Linked DNA regions of Pan troglodytes: region 2 is linked to region 1. The links are chromatin contacts, called in public Hi-C maps. All regions are on one chromosome and are shown on one strand. The core of a region is the stretch at or near the end of the contact, and the rest is flanking DNA. Distances in the headings are between cores, read along the strand shown.

Evidence for each region. Hi-C and Micro-C count contacts between places; a contact is called where the count stands out from the background.
Region 2: a contact with region 1 is called in a Hi-C map of stem cell-derived neural progenitor cells, with 5 times the contacts expected there. The contact joins the enhancer-like site here to the promoter of PHLPP1 in region 1. A contact is called at or near these places in 1 of 7 Hi-C or Micro-C datasets (stem cell-derived neural progenitor cells) and 1 of 1 datasets of contacts at active chromatin or transcription factors (stem cell-derived excitatory neurons).

Annotation. Positions count from the first base shown.
Region 1 is chr17:72,758,838-72,764,525 of NHGRI_mPanTro3-v2.0_pri, reverse strand. PHLPP1 (PH domain and leucine rich repeat protein phosphatase 1) reads right to left here and starts at 2,789. Exons shown (of 17, transcript XM_523952.7): 1 at 1,071-2,789. The coding sequence starts at 2,646.
Region 2 is chr17:72,920,722-72,926,409 of NHGRI_mPanTro3-v2.0_pri, reverse strand. The region is part of intron 4 of PHLPP1 (PH domain and leucine rich repeat protein phosphatase 1); the gene reads right to left. Among named protein-coding and RNA genes, the nearest start is that of PHLPP1, 160 kb to the right of the region's middle. Within about 2 kb of position 2,514, at least 8 of the 24 cell types and tissues checked have an H3K27ac peak or open chromatin away from gene starts, as enhancers often do. A contact at or near this core is called in stem cell-derived neural progenitor cells, where this site is marked.

The sequences.
Region 1 (5,688 bases), core at 1,540-4,039:
GATTATTTTCCACCATCACCTACAACCTAAAAACCTAAAGTTAGCGAAGAGTTAACACTCTTGATTTAATTTTGCTATGAGAACTTTATTTTAAATAAAATTCCTTATCACTGAGAACATAATTATTCAAACCAGAGGAGGAAAGGGATGTAAAACTACTTAGAAAACTCAAGTACAATATCCAGCATCTATAGCTCCTGAATTTAGTACTAGCCAAATCTTCAGCCAAAAGAGAAACATTACATGGGTCACCCCTAGTCAAGAATTTGCTAATGTACTGAAACAAGACGGGGGAAGATTTCAGGACACATCTGAAGAAATAGCAACCACTTAAATCCTTCTTGTGAACCTTCCTGCAAGGCGTACTGCGGTGGTCAGTTCTGACCATAAAGGCTGGAAGAAAATGAGAGAAACAGGCAAAATCATTTTTTTTATGCAAGACAAACTTGCAGACGAAACAGAAATCGAGCAAAAAAAGCGCTGGGGAAAAGTATCAGTTAAAAAGGGACCCTTTTGTCAGATTTCTAATGAGGGCTCCGTGGGTAATTTATGAGTGTGGCAGAGCTGAATAAACAAAGGCACCAGTTGACAAGTCAGGAGCTCCCGGTGGCACACACAGCTAGAACGCTGAACTGGACAGTCAAATGCAGGCAAAAGTGTGATAGAGCATTTTTATTGTCATTTCTTCTGTCCGTCTTATGCTCACGTGACAGTTTACCTGAAATCCCAAACAGCCTGAAACCCAACATGCCCCTGAGGAAGCACCTTTATGGTTAAAGGTGCTCTTGCCGCTTTCAGAGGGATCTGCTTCCTGTACTTCCTGGTGATTCAGCCACCTCTTTCACATTGCTTTCCAACCTCTAAGCCCTCAAGATTGATAAAACGTGCAGATTTAAAGATTGCTCAATCTAGTACTACACAGACTGTATGAAAAAGCTGTAAAGTTTAAGACAAAGACTCATCAGGACCCGCACTTACTCTTGGGTTGGGCAAACTGACAAGCAATTTGAATCACTCCTCGGTCCTCGGCAGCTTTTGCAACCACCCGTCAAGGCAGGTGACTTCCTTACCTGCATAGAAGCGGATGAGGCAGCCAATCTCCGAGTCCATGCCTTCCTCCTGCACCCTCCACAGCTCCCCAAATCCCAGTTGGAAGAGGTAGTCATTTTGGATCTGCAATGGCTTCTCCTCCGCCTCCAAGCGCCGGGTGGTCTCTCCGTGGAGCTGCACGTACAGGGTGGGCGGCGGGGGCGGCGGAGGCGCCTTCTCCGCGGTCACCCCCCTCCTCCCGGGGGTAGACTGGAGGCCTCCCGGGGCCACGGCTGCCGCTGCCCTCTCCTCGCACGACCCCTCGCGGACGGCCCCGCCCGGGCTGTCAATGGCCCTCGGGGCTTTCTGCTGCGGCTGAGGCGAGGAAGCCGTCTGGGGAAGCGGGAGGGGCTGCGCGGGGTGGCCGGGACGGCGGGGCTGGCCCGGGACCCCCGTCGGGGCCGAGGCTGCGTCGGCCTCGAGCTCTTCCGACGACGAGGAGCCGCCGCCGCTGCTGTAGGGGTCCAACCGGTCAGACACGCTCTCGGCGCTGGGACTCAGACTGAAGCTCTCGGTGTCGGAGACCACAGGCCGTGGGGCGCGGGGCGAAGAGACAGGGCCCCCAACGAACGGCTCGCCGGGGCTGGAGTCCGAGGGCGCTGGGCTGGCGCGGCGCGACCACCCGCCCGGGCCGCCGACGGGCAGGGGTAGGTCGGCGGGGGGCGCGCGCGGAGGCCCCCCGACGGCACCCGGCGCGCTCCTCGCGGGCGGTACCTCCGAGTCCCGCGGCTCCGGGGGCGCCAGCCGGGGGCCGGCCTCGGGGGGCGGTTCAGCGGGCTCCCGGGCGGCGGCGGCTCCGGGCCCCTGGCCCAGCACCTTCACCACGCCGCCGCCTTTGTGGCCCAGCTGCAGCAGGCGGGCGGCCACCTCGCCGGCCGTGGTGTCCAGTGTGCAGAGCACCGGGCGCAGGTAGGTCGAGGCCATGTGGCGGTCGAAGACGTGCACGCAGCCGCGCTGGAGCTGGTGCCTCACCCAGTCCCGGTCCGACGGCTGCAGCTGCAGCGTCTGCCGGTGCTTCAGAAGCAGCGTCTTCCTGTCCAGGCTCCGGGTGCACAGCGACGCCGAGGCCGAGCAGGAGGCGGGGAGGCCGGCAGCGCCGGGGGAGTGCGAGGCAGCAGCGGCCGAGGACGACGACGACGACGAGGCGGCCGCGGCGGCCGCGGACAGATTCCTCTTCAGCCGCCCTCTCCTCAGCAGGAGGGAGTTGGCGCCGCCGCCGGCCCCGGGTACGGGGGCAGCCCCGCCGGCAATGGGCTGGGGCGCCCCACGCCGCCTCCTGCGCCCGGCACCCCCTGCTCTGCCCGGCAGCGGCCCCGGCGGCGCCTCGCCTGGGGCCTCTTCCCGCGCCCCGCCGCCGCTGCCGTTCCCGCCGCTCGGGGCCGCCGGGGTCAGCGCGGGCTCCGGACTCCGGCCGCCCCCGGCCGCCGCCGCCAGAGCCGCCGCGGCCGCCGCTGCTGCTGCTGCTGCTGCCGCAGCGGCGGCCGCCGGAGCCGAAGCTCGGTCCTCCCTGCCGAGCTCGGGGAGTCGCTGTACCGTGGCCGCGGCGGCGGGCTCCATTGCAGTGGGGCTTCGCGTTTCCCCCCCAGCTCCGGAGGCAGCGGGCGGAGAGGGAGGCGATGAGGCGGAGGTGGGAGACGGCGGCGGCGCGCGGAGAAGGGAGAAGCCAATGGCGTTGTGCGCGGCCGTTCCAGGGGATTATGTGGCGATTCGGAGCATTCCGTCGGTGTCTCAGTGTTCCATCCCGCGCGCCCGCCTCGCCGCCACCGCCCCCCCGACACACGCCCTCCCCGCCCGGGTCGCGGGCTCCCCAGCGCCGGCCCCGCCCGCTACCCCCGCCTCAACCCGGCGAACCAGCCGCGGATCTGGGCTCATTGAATATTAATCATGCGCCGGGAGCGGGAAGGCGGGAGGCTGGCAGGGCGGGAGGGCCGCGTGTGCCTCATGAATATTCATCGCCGGCATGACGGCATTCCAGGGAGGAGTGGGGAGAGCCGGGGGATGGCCGGAGGCGGAGCTTCAGGGTAAACAAACGTGACGCGTGCGTACGAGGGCGGGGTGGGGGGCAGTTTCCCGGGAGGTTCCTGAGCCGGCCTCGGAGAGGGCAGTGAAGACCGACGCGCGCGGTAAACCTTGGGAGTTGTGGTTCTCGTAAGGGGATCAGCAATCCCGAGGGAAACATGGTGGACTACAAGTCCCAGCGGTCCTTTGGTTCTGCTTCTCCTGGCCGCCAGCAGCTGGCCGTGGCCAGTGAGTATTGTGCCCTCTGCCGTTGAACTCTGTGCCAGAGTTCTTAATGAACACGAATGCTCATGTTCATTAACTTGTATTTTACCCGCACTCCAGCTTGCCAGATGACTTTTATTTTCCCTACTAATTAAAGGTGAGGGCTTTCAGGGACTGTAAACAGTACGAAGGTCCCAGGTCCTGGTCCTCACCTGCGCCCATTGTATGAGATAGAGATACACACCCGTCACACCACAGCATCACTGGCAGTCTGAGTGGGCCAACCTCACTTTTCCCCCCACTTTTTCAAGACCCAGGAAGACAGGCAGCGTCTGGGAATTCTAACTAAGGCTGTCGTTGAATGTGCTTGTTCGAAGGCACAACCCTAAGTCTGTCCTCTCCCTCTCCTGTATCTGAAAAGGAAAATAGCAAAGGACTGAGGTTTCATTGTCTCCCATTGCTCTTGAAGTCTGAAGTAGTTTAATGACACGGAAAGCACTGGTAAGTAGAAGAAACATTAGAATGGAGTATGAGATGGGCTTTTTCCATGTGTTCTGTCTTAACGTCTTCTCTGGTTTTTTTCTTTCATCATTCAGGGGAAACAAAATAGTTTCTACTGCCACAATGTTTAGTCGTGGTCTGAAAAGTTGTATTTTTCGTCAGTTGAATCAATGTTGTAATCATTGGGCAGTTTACTATTTAAAAGAATGTTGTACACCTTTTTAATTGAATTACCATTCCCCCAATTGCTTTGTAATTCGGGGTTTTTCTTTTCTTTTCTTTTTTTCTTTCTTTTTTTTTTTTTTTTTTTTTGCCACAGAGTGGGTCTGTCGTCCAGGCTGGAGTGCGGTAGCGCGATCTGGGCTCACTGCAACCTCCGCCTCTCGGGCCCAGGTGATTTTCCCACCTCATCCTCCGAGTAGCTGGGACTACAGGGCGTGCCACCAAGCCCGGCTCATTTTTTGTATTGTTTTAGTGGGGGTGGGAAGTCCCTTCATGCTGCCCCGGCAGGTCTCAAGCGATCTGCCCGCCTCAGCCTCCCAAAGTGCCGAGATTACAGTCGTGAGCCACCGCGCCAGGCCCTAAATCTGGATTTTCACATGTGAAACTTTTAAACAGTTTTAAACCACATACTATCTAGGACCTGTTTTAACCTCAATAAAGTGACTAAACTTGCAGATGAAGAGTGAAGGGGGTTGGAGAGAGAGACCAACTGGAACTTACCTGCTTAGGTTATCACAGTTTCATTGAACAAGAATGAAGAAGCTGTGGAGATAAAAATAAATATTTCTCAATGATTTTTTACATTCCTGATGATTTTCTGTATTTTCATTTAAAGTTTCACCCCTTAGCCTCATGAATCTATTAATAATATGTATTTTATTTAAATTCAATCAACAGCAACATATGAAAAATTAGGGAGATTGCAAGTTCTCCCAAGAGTGATAACATTTTCAAGTCAATTAATTTAACAGATAATTACAAACATTTATTATGTACCAGTCACCGTGTTATAGCAGTTGAATAAATCACACACTGTCCCTGCCTTCATAGAGTTTACAGGTTAGAAAGAATAACATTCAAAAAATGCAGCAGAAGTACAGAAGGGGAAAATACAAGGTGCCACAGAAACAGACATAAAACAAGGGGAACTAACCTAGTCTAAGAAGTCAGGCAATACAGACCAAAGTTTGAATGAAATTTTTTGGAGTCAGTGAAAATGTGCATTTGTTGAAGGATCAGTCTCTGAAAGAAAGGGAAGAACCAAAGAGGTAATTATATTGAGATAAATTTCAACTACACTGCTCTATGTTGTGCCTTCAGTAGCCCCGACACAAACTATTTGTTCTAGAAATTGAAAGAATAGTCTTTTAATTTAGGCATCCTTTAATAAAATTTAAAAAACAAGGCACATGTTAAATTTCAGTACTAAAACATGGAATTTGTATACCTCTTTATATTCCTTAGTTGATTTCCTACAAACCCCTTTATATTTATTTATTTATTTTATTTTTATTTTTTCTTTTTTTTTTTAGACGGAGTTTCCCTCTGTCACCCAGGCTGGAGTGCAGTGGCGCCATCTCGGCTCAATGCAACCTCCACCTCCCAGGTTCAAGCGATTCTCCTGCCTCAACCGCCCAAGTAGCTGGGATTACAGGCACACACCACCACGTCCGGCTAATTTTTGTATTTTTAGTAGAGACAGGGTTTTGCCATGTTGGCCAGGCTGGTCTCAAACTCCTGACTTCAGGTGATCCACATGCCTCGGCCTCCCAAAGTGCCGGAATTACAAACGAGAGCCACCACGGCCGGCATGTTTATTTATTTATTTATTTATTTTTTGAGATGGAGTTTCACTCTTGTTGCCCAGGCTGG
Region 2 (5,688 bases), core at 1,265-3,764, 160 kb before region 1:
TCACCCTCCAGGAAATTGAAACAATTTGAGAACAAAGCTCTTATAAAATAAAGCAGAAGGTGAAAACTGAAAACTTACTGGCGGCATTGGGGGGTGGGGGGAGGAAGTACCATGAGTGTTTACAAAAGTGAAAACTTTTACCTAAGGAACATGAGTAGGAGTTCAATAGACAGAGGGGGACTGGAAGACAGACCATTTAAAAAGAATCGTATGGTATGGCTATTTCTCAAACTTCAGCATGCACTGTTATAATGCAGATTCCTGGGCCCCATCACTGTAAGTTCTGATTCAGGTCTGGGATGAAAAACAGGCATCTGTGTTTCTAGTTATCTTAGTCTATTTGGTGTTGCTATAACAGAATACCAGCTGGGCACAGTGGCTCACGCCTGTAATCCCAGTACTTTGGGAGGCCAAGGCGGGCAGATCACGAGGTCAGGAGATCGAGACCATCCTGACTAACACGGTGAACCCTGTCTACTAAAAATACAAACCATTAGCCCAGCGTGGTGGCACACGCCTGTAATCCAAGCTACTCAGGAGGCGGAGGTGGGAGAATCGCTTGAACCCAGGAGGCGGAGGTTGCAGTGAGCCGAGATCACACCACTGCACTCCAGCCTGGGCGACAGAGTAAGACTCTGACACACATACACACACACACACACACACACACGTCCAGAATACCATTGACTGGGTAATTTATAAAGAAAAAATTGATTTCTCACAGTTCTGAAGGTTGGGAGGTCCAATTTCAAGATGCTGGCATCTGTTGAGGGCCTTCTTGCTGTGTCATCCCATGGCAGAAGAGGAGTAAGAGCAAGAGAGCAAACTCACAGCCTCAGGCCCTTTGATAATGGGCATTAATACATTCATGAAGGTAGAGCCCTCATGGCCTAATCACCTCTTTAAAGTCCCACCTCTTAATACTGTTGCATGGGGGATTATGTTTCCAACACATCAACTTTGGAGGACACATTCCAACCATAGCACCAATAAACACTACAGGTGATTCTGATGTAGGCATTTCATGAATCATTTTGTGAAACACTGATTTGGAAAGCAAAAACTACAAGGTAATTGGGAAACATTAAGTAGACCAAATTATTAAGGAGAAAGAAGCCCTGTGGTTGTAAAGAATGCTTAAAGTCTAATCACAGAGCATGTCAAGAAGACACTGGTATTTGCCTATGAAAAACTTTGAATTGAAGGAAATAGTACATCTGAACATGCACATATTTATCACATGTATCAGATAATATCTCCCCTTTGTTGCACTTCCAGACACACACACACACACACACACACACACACACACACACACACACACAATATGAGGAGTATAAATATGCATTCTGACAAAGTTTAAAATTAGGGGGAAAAAAACAACTATTTAGAAAGTCAGCCTTTCCCCAAGGTTTTCTTATTAATTATACCTCCAAAAGACATCACCAGGGAGGAATGGGTGTGCCCTGCTTTTACAGAGGTCACTGTCAAATATCCTGCCAGCTCTGGTGTCATCATCCTCACCACTCCAGAGAAATGACAAGAGGAATGTGACTCCTCCCATTCAAAGCTCCATTAGTTTAGAGCATGGTGAGTGACATCAAAATTACAGCCACTAAATAAAAACAGAAATTTTCATGGGTCCTTAGTTTTCAAAACTGACATGCGTGTGTTGTCTGAATGAGCTCCAGAGTTAGATGTGTTTATTTGACATGAAGTAGCAGAGAGAGGGAGGAGAGGAGTATTGGTCTCCATCAGCATTCTCATACTGGCAACCAAAGAATTATTTCAGAAGTCATCAGCAAAGATGTTAATTATGTTCCCAAGTCCCAAGTTATGATGACACTTCACCATCAACAAAATAAGCATCAGTTTGGTCCTTTTACTCTATACTTATTACTATGCACTAAGAGCTGTGCAGAGTAAAGTTGATTACCACTCAGAATAGCAAATATCTACAAATACAGTGTTGGCATTAAACTCCTGCAGTTAAGTTAAAGCTCAGAGAATACGGCAAAGAGCTCCACAGAGCTCAAAGAATGGAAGTGGACAGAATACAATAACTGAATTGGAATCAAGCCAAGGCTTTTGAAGATACCAGCCTCTCTCCCTTCTATTTAAGTGGGAATAAATGTTAAAGAACATCTTAAACTATCCCAAAAAGTCAATAGGGCAAACTAATTTAATATAGCCTGGCTGATATTTTGTTTCTGAGCTCCGTCTTCAAAATGTACTATATGAGGGAATAAGAAAATGGGCCATTATTGCCATAAATTAGGTCGGCAGCATTAGGCAAGAAGAGAACCAAAGGCTATACAATCACGGAGCCCCAAGCACCACCTGCCGGCTCTGCTTTGCTCAAATTCTCTGGGAAGGAAAATGGGAATCTTGTGAAATGGAAAGCTTCCCAAGAGGATCACAATTCCATCTGAAAAGCAAAGCTGTATAAGAAAGGAACTTCCAGTTCTGGGAACAGTTAACTGACAAAAAGACATTCCATACATTCCATGAAATTCCTTAAACATTTGGCAAGCCTCATGGAACACTGGTAGTGGAAATTCCTTCCCAAGGTTATCTCTAACCCTGAGCAGCATTTGTGCTGTTTTTCTTTTACATAGGCTTTACTCTTTCTTCAGCAGTCTGCAGCTGGCTTGCCTCTAACGTTTTTTATACAGCAGAGTGTCTTCAAAGAAGCTAAAATTGTTCTAAGCGCTGCTGTTTAAATCGATCAAATGAACTGCAAAAATGTTTTAGCATGCCACTCTTTATTTCACTATGCTAATGAATTATCACTATTTCCATTAAAAGAAGTCTTCATGAATTATGTATAAAAACAAAAACTAAAATCTTTCAATAAAACCTGGAAATGTGGGCTTTTGGTAATGTTAAGTAATTAACATTAATCACTTTACATCTGGAATGCCAACATCCCCAAAAGAGCAGAAGAGCAGAATAGGAAATAAGGTCATTTGTTTTCTACTCCAAGGGGACCAAAAATGTAGAAATTTGAGCTTTCTAAGAAGAGAGGTACTTGATAAATGCCATGCATAATTAGGAGTTTCTCATTGCTCATTTCTTCATACTTTCATTCTATTATGCCCACATCCTTGCACGCCCAACTCCATTCACTCTTTCCCTCGTTCTCGCATGAGAGGACCTGCCCCTCCATCTCTCCATTTTCAGCTAAACCAAATTTCACATCTAATCAGAGCTCAAATCACGTCTTTCCTCCAAGTGTTGAATTCACTCCCCTCTTGACCCAAGTAATCTTTACTTATTTCAGGTGAAAACTTACTCAATTTATACCACAGCCTCTAAGACACAATCACACAAGCCTGAGTTCCTCGAAATTGATATGTAGGTGCTACATAATGCAATGTGGTTGATCAATGATCATTCTAAGTGACTGATGTCCCCTTAAAATAGTCACCTTGAATACTAAATGCAAGAAATGGTTCTGCTGCTCAAAGCATTTCTAAATGTTCTCTTCCTAAAGTTTTATGATCACATTATTTTGATTATCTTTGGTGGTGGGAAAACCAACAATTCAGTTCAGTGAGTATTTATTAAGGACTTTACAGTAGATGGCAATTTTAGAAATTTTTAGATGTTTACTATAAAAGGATTGATAAGTACAAAAAATATTTAAAAAGTGAACAATTCAGAAGAGCAAAAGGTTACATGGAATTGAGAAGTAACTAAAAGCTTCAAGGAAAAAATGCCATTACAAATACACTTTGAAGGGTGGGGTAGGAGTCACTAGGTTGAGCCTGGGTTCGGCAGGTGGTCAAAGGTAAAAGTTGGGGCACATTCTTGCAAGATGAGTGGCAAGAGAATGTGAAGTGAGTTTAGAGAATGGTAAAATAAACCATAGATTTCTTTTTAGAAGTCCAGTTTCATACGGTCCATTTTAAAACTAGTATCTCCTTTTCCAACTTCAAATCCTTTCTTACATTTTTCTACGTAAGGTTTTCTGAATCATCTCACTGTGCATATTGTCTTTTATCATACTTTCAACCAAAGAGAAATACAATGATAAATTACCAGTCTCACTTCCTTCTAAAAGTTGCTACAGGCCGGGCACAGTGGCTCATACCTGTAATCCCAGCACTTTGGGAGGCTGAGGCAGGCAGATCATCTCAGGTCAGGAGTTCGAGACCAGCCTGGCCAACATGGTGAAACCCCGTCTTTACTAAAAATACAAAAATTAGCCGGGTGTGGTGGCGGGCACCTGTAATCCCAGCTACTCGGGAGGCTGAGGCAGGAGAATCACTTGAACGCCGGAGGCACAGGTTGCAGTGAGCTGAAATCGTGTCACTGCACTCCAACCTTGGGGGGAGGATAGAGTGAGACTCTGATCTCAAAAAACAAAATTAAAAAAATGAAAGTTGCTACAAATACCTTTTGCAAAGAAGTTGCTACAAATACCTTTTGCGAAGAATACATAAAATTGAATGAATAAAGGCACTTCCCCCACCATTCACTCAAGAGTGCATTCATTTATGGACTATTTAATGCTCATCTAGCAACAGTAATGACCTCTGAGGGGGACTTGATTCCTGCCCTCTCAGAATGCAAAGCCAAGCAGAGTACACAAGATAAATATAGAAAACAAAGGTGATAAAAGTTAAGGCCATACTGCTATTCCCATGAGTCACAGTATCTTTACAAAAACAGGCTTAACCATTACACAGAATTTTATAAAACTGTCAGGGGACAATAGTAACACACAATGGCAAAATTCAATGTCCAAAGGAGAATGTTAAGAAAAACAAAAACGTTGGTGGTATACTTTTTTTTGGTCCTATTTCCATATCATATATGATAAAAATCACATTAAGAATTCTATAGGCCAGACGTGGTGCCTCATGCCTGTAATCCCAGCACTTCGGGAGGCCGAGGTGGGCAGATAATGAGGTCAGGAGACTGAGACCATCCTGGCTAACACAGTGAAACTCCATCTCTACTAAAAATACAAAAAATTAGCCAGGAGTGGTGGCACGCACCTATAGTCCCAGCTACTCGGGAGGCTGAGGCATGAGAATCGCTTGAACCCGGGAGGCGGAAGTTGCAGTGAGCCGAGATTGCGCCACTGTACTCCAGCCTGAGTGGCAGAGCGAGACTCCGTCTCAAATATAATAATAATAATAATCATAATCATAATTCTACAGACACATAGCAGGTCCTCGAACAATGTCATTTCATTCAATGTCATTTAGCTATAATGTTAATGAGGAAAAAAATCAATTCCTGGTGAGGATCACTGTCTGTGTAAAGTTTGCCCATTCTCCTCCGTCTGTGTGGTTTTCTTGGGGTACTCACTTCCTCCCACATCCTAAAGCTGTGCACATTACGTTCACCAGTGTGTCCACATGGCGAGTGAGAGAGAGACAGAGAGAGACAGAGAGCGAGAGAGAGAGTGTGTGTGTGTGCGCGCGCGCGAGCGCGCCCTGTGATGGGATGCTGTCCTACCCAGGGCTGGTTCCTGTCTGGCACTCTTAGCTGCCGGGAGAAGCTCCAGCCACCAGAAACCTGAACTGGAAAAACTTAGTAAATAATTGCCCTTTTTTGTTTGTTTTTTGAGATGGAGTCTTGCTCTGTCACCCAGGCTGGAGTGCAGTGGCGCAATCTCAGCTCACTGCAACCTCTGTCTCCCTGGGGTCAGGCGATTCTCATGCCTCAGCCTCC